2 separate regions of the Oncorhynchus mykiss genome follow, and region 1 is linked to region 2. The links are chromatin contacts, called in public Hi-C maps. All regions are on one chromosome and are shown on one strand. The core of a region is the stretch at or near the end of the contact, and the rest is flanking DNA. Distances in the headings are between cores, read along the strand shown. Region 1 holds the start of shmt2 (serine hydroxymethyltransferase, mitochondrial). Region 2 holds the start of LOC110494766 (PRELI domain containing protein 3B).

Region 1 (2,700 bases), core at 23-2,522, 480 kb after region 2:
AAGGGTTAATATTTGTCGACTGTTCTTGCAGAAAAGCTGTATTTTTTGCACTTTGAGCTTTCAGATACTGCCCTGTCTAGGAAAATGCTTGAAGTTTGTAAAGAACGTTTGTGCAATACAAACTCCCTCTGAAAGGATCCCAAACATTGTAGTCATCAAAGTCCACAAACATTTTATCAATCAACTACTGTCAAATCGTGAAACATATTCACATCAGTTCAAATTGTTCATACATTCAAATAGGACTATATGTTTAAAAATGTTTGTTTTTTAAAAAAAAAATCTTCCCAGCTTAAAATAAGAAATATTTTCTTCCAAGTCCAAAACTACATGAATGTAGCTAGAAAAGTAGCAGTATAATTTGCCAACCAGCTGAAATGATGAAACCAGCTAGATTGTTGCATCACTCACCAGTTAAACAGTAACCATGTGAGGCTAAGTGTTTACATCTGACGAGTTTACTATCCATACCGTGTAACTACGCGTAACTAGGGTTAACTATATTACAGACAGTTACTTACATTAGAGGGGTAATCAATCACTCAAGGTTACAGTTAGTTCCTAATGTCAAACCAAACACGTGGGAAACTGGCCAAGCTACCTGGCATCTTTGTCCCCAGTGGTGCAGAGTGGTGCAAAGTAAGCGTGGGACTCTGGGAGGGAGATAGTGAAAGTTGATCTCTTACTAAAAACACATGTTGGGACCATCTCATTTTCCTATGATCACAAACCATGGAAACACATTTAAACGCGTGTACACAACCATTAAACAGACAACATTGTGTGTGTGTGTGTGTGTGGTCTCTCAGGAGTATAGCCTAGCTAACTACAGTAGTTAACCAGCCAGTCATGTCAGATAACATTAATGTGGGTAATTAGCTTAGCTACGTCGCTAACTAGTTGTACCTGCACCATACCAATCCAGCTACACTGTTCAGTAGCCTTTAAGCTAACCAGATAGCTAGCTATTATAATAATAATATACAGCTGCAAACGTGGCTGCTTTAGCTAGCCACCTGGCTGGTCATTGCATGCTATTTTGCTGTAATTTGATTTGAAGCTAGCGAGATGTATCATCGAGTAACGTTGGCGAAATTAATAAGTAGTCACTCACCCGTGCGATTTGCCTCAACGTCAACGACAGCATATTTGTACGATTTCAGAAGCACAACAACGGTCAATCTAACCACCTCACTCTCTAAAAGGGTCACGCTTAGAAAAGGCTGTTTTGAAGTTGATCAGTCAGTGGAAGAGGCGGATGCTTGCACTTTGCATTTTTACATCGCCGACAGGGTGTCTGGGATTTGTAGTTTCTATGCATTACACAAGAGTGACGTACTTTTTTCATGAGCGTTATCAGCCGTGAACCTTATAGAGTCCTATGAATATATACAATTCTAAATGTTTTGGTTGTTGTTATAAATGTGTGAACAACGATCAGTTAAATAATCTAAAACAAGAGCAGGTTTGCTCCGTTCTTTTGGAGGGCGTGTCATTTGTGTTATGTGATAATTTTTTGTCAAATATTACATGATTAAGATCCTTCTGTTTGTAAAACATGTTCAACTGAAATATCAATAACTAGGCTACATCAGACATGCACACTTACTGCCTTACATCCAAGGGCTCCTTCTTCCTTTGTAGACTATGTTTGCTTACCTAGCTTGTAACAATTCTTCAAAAAATAAATATGGTCTGAAAATACTGAACAACATGGCGCTATAGACTGAAGGGCTGGAGATACTGTTTGTCTAGTCAGGTTCACTTCAGTCCATAGGACCTGGACACAGGCTGTTCACCTTGGCTATGTGGATATGTACAGAGAATGCAATATCAACACACTGTCCTCGCTACGAAAGACAGTGTTGCATTATCTGTGTTCTTTTTTACTTGGCTGATTTATTATTGAACACACACACACACACACACACACACACACACACACACACACACACACACACACACACACACACACACACACACACAAAGGGTTTGAGACAGCGATAGACAGAGTGTGGGGGAGTGAGAGAGAGAGAGATATGGATAGATAGATAGATAGATAGATAGATAGATAGATAGATAGATAGATAGATAGATAGAGAGAGAGAGAGAGGGGGGGAGAGAGAGAGAAAGAGAGAGACACAGAGAGGGAGAGAGGGAGAGCCACACACAGAGAGAGAGAGAGAGAGAGAGAGAGAGAGAGAGAGAGAGAGAGAGAGAGAGAGAGAGAGACACAGAGAGAGAGAGAGAGAGAGAGAGAGAGAGAGAGAGAGCGAGAGAGAGAGAGAGAGAGACACAGAGAGAGAGAGAGAGAGAGAGAGAGAGAGAGAGAGAGACAAAGTCAAAGGAGTCAAGGTGATGTATCATAGCGTGGATCATAGCATGGATATCCTTCCCAAACACAACAGTGAGATGTGATAAAGAGGTGGTCTCCTGGTACGTAGAACTACATCAATCTCTGTATCCTGAACCACTCCACAAGATACATGAGTGTGTGTGTGTGTGTGTGTGTGTGTGTGTGTGTGTGTGTGTGTGTGTGTGTGTGTGTGTGTGTGTGTGTGCGTGCGTGCGTGTGTGCGTGGGTGCGTGTGTGTCCTGAGCAGATCCAGAAGATACATGGGTAGTAGAGCACCGGGACTTTCATTCCAGCTGAACATCATTGATCAAGAACATAATAGGATATAGAGTACAATCCAAGTA
Region 2 (2,700 bases), core at 124-2,623:
GATTGAGATCATATGCACATTTTTAAAAGCTGTATTTAAAAGGGGAGTATAATGTTCTATTTGTTAATTATTTTGTGCCTCAGCAATTTTAGCAATGTATTCAGTGTGATATTGTGAACCATTTGTATTATATTATTAAAATTCTCCATTATAACAATAGTTATCTGTGTGCTTATTTTGTGTGGTTATTCCAAGTTCAAACATTATTGTCAAGGAACAATGTCCTAGGCCTGGTTTTAAAGCCCCAAAAACGCTACAACATACAGTAGCTAGAACTCAGTCAGTGAGGACAGTTGGCACATAATTCCCTCCCACTCCTCCCATCTGACAGAGAGAGATTACTTGTGACTGTCTCTGTCCAGCTTGATAAGACCATTTGACAAGGCAGAGGAATTCCCCTTTTTGTACAGTGATAATATGCTCAGATCAGGCTGAAAGACCCATGAACTGTGCCACCTGAAGACAGAGACTAATCTATGGACTAAAGGCCATGTAGCCTCAGTGGAGGCTGCTGAGGGGAGGACAGCTCATAATAATGGCTGGAATGGAGCAAACGGAATGGCATCAAACACATGGAAACCATGGAAACCATGGTGTTGATGTATTTGCTAACATTCCAACTATTCCTCTCCAGCCATTACCACGAGCCCGTTCTCCCCAATTAAGGTGCCGCCAACCAACCTCATGTGATAGGAATGTAGCTTAGAAGGAAATGATATAATCCATACCAGAGGATAATGACCTAGCATTCAGTCATCTCTGCAGTAGCTCTATACTCAGAGGACACCACATCCAAGACCATGTTTACTCAGGATCAAGGTTGGACACACATTGAGTGATTAGTTATGTAACCTCACTGAAGGGGATAAATGTAAACATTGTCCAGTTGCTTTTACTATACTGTGATCCTATGTGGAAAGTGGAATGGTCTAGAGGACGTGTCAAACACATCCCAAGGTGGGCCAAGTGTCTGCAGCGTTTTCCCTGCTCCCTTGTACTTGATCAATGAATTAAGGTCACTAATGAGTAAATAACTCCACTCACTGGTTGTCTAGGTCTTAATTGAAAGGAAAAACCGAAAACATGCAGACACTAGGTCCTCCATGGAAGGAGTTTGCCACCGCTGAGCTAGAGGATAGAGATCCTATTTAGGAGAGAAAGTAACTCATCGTTGAAAAACATTACTATTAACATGTGTTTATTTATTCAATGAATAAAAATGGATTCAACAGTAAGTCGACCTCATAGGACGTTATTCAAATTTGCGTTTGATATAAAGAACATGCACACGCCAACATGCCAAAACTTGTGCCTGCCAGAAGAACATCATGTCTAGTAGGCGCGTGCGTTTTGTTTTCCACTTGGTCTGTGCGTTGTCGACCGCTGTCAATCAACGCAGGGGAATGCGGCGGAAGTGCGCCACACAAACACATGTCCCATGACTGCGCGTCGTAGGTGGGGGGTGGGTTTGCGCTGGGTCTTTTCTGAACGTGGGCGGTTTTCCCAACAGTGTGACTGCAATCACCGGCGGATTCACTCCTAAACTCCCCATCTCACCGACCATGAAGATCTGGACATCGGAACACATTTTCAAGTGAGTAGCCAGATTTCTATCTATTCATTGATTTGTTCCTGTTGTTTCGCTTAGTATTCGATTTTGTCTTGAATTAACTGACGTAAGAATTCAACTTCACGATTTGTAACTTGGATCCCATGTGGATTTGGGTTTTAGTCAGCAAAAGTTAACTAGCTAGTTATTTCAATGACTGAGAATCCTGACCCTGGCAGTTTGTATCAGTTAAACAGCATCTGAATGTTTTAACTCAGCAGCTTCTAGCGGTCAGTTTCAGATTGCAGCGGAATTGCGTAACCAGCTCGTCGTAGTAGCAACCTTTCCCCTAGTAGTTGATGCGTCACACCGCAAACACATGGCTTCTGCCTCCTCCGATGCAACCTAGATTCTTCATCGAGAAAGAATCCATCCGTGGATACATTTAGGCTATTTTACAAGTCAAAGCACCAGTTTTAAAAAAAGGATGACACTCAGCTGCTATGTAGACAGAGTTGAATTAAACCAGTGAGGTTTTAGACTTTCATATCTGTTATCAGAGCATGTTACCCCATGTCCTGCTCACTGCATCGATGGATATTAATCAACTCGTAGAGGCTGTGGCACATAAATAGACGAATGTTCATAGCGCTAAACGGCACCTGTTTCATCCACACAAGTGTTTAAATAAATATACATATTGTTATGAATTGCACTTGTGATTTCAACTTCAGTGTTAAAGTGTGTGTGTGTGTGTGTTTTATTATCCATGTATTTCAGTGTCTGACTGCCATGTGGATATCAGTAAAAACGTGCGTAATATAAATTGAATGCTGATAGCAAACTCTTTCTCCCCTCCACAGCCATCCTTGGGAGACAGTCACCAAGGCTGCGATGCAGAAGTACCCCAACCCCATGAACCCCAGTGTGTTTGGGGTGGATGTGTTGGACCGTAGTGTGGACACACGGGGACGCCTGCACAGCAACAGGCTGCTGAGCGCTGAGTGGGGCCTGCCCTCCATCGTCAAGTCGGTAAGTGTTTGTTGTTATTTTTATAGAAATTCAAACACGCAGAGGTATACAGGCTCTAGATAGATCAGAATGAAAGACAGAACCTAACACAGTAGATTCTACTTTAGCAACATAATAGT

Evidence for each region. Hi-C and Micro-C count contacts between places; a contact is called where the count stands out from the background.
Region 1: a contact with region 2 is called in a Hi-C map of liver, with 2.5 times the contacts expected there. The contact joins the promoter of shmt2 here to the promoter of LOC110494766 in region 2. A contact is called at or near these places in 2 of 3 Hi-C or Micro-C datasets (blood and liver).

What each region holds. Positions count from the first base shown.
Region 1 is chr17:85,341,394-85,344,093 of USDA_OmykA_1.1, forward strand. It overlaps shmt2 (serine hydroxymethyltransferase, mitochondrial), which reads right to left and starts at 1,273. Exons shown (of 13, transcript XM_036950835.1): 1 at 1,115-1,273. The coding sequence starts at 1,147.
Region 2 is chr17:84,857,312-84,860,011 of USDA_OmykA_1.1, forward strand. It overlaps LOC110494766 (PRELI domain containing protein 3B), which reads left to right and starts at 1,374. Exons shown (of 6, transcript XM_021570097.2): 1 at 1,374-1,594; 2 at 2,413-2,581. The coding sequence starts at 1,563. LOC110494765 (tubulin beta-6 chain) reads left to right here. Exons shown (of 4, transcript XM_021570096.2): 4 at 1-158.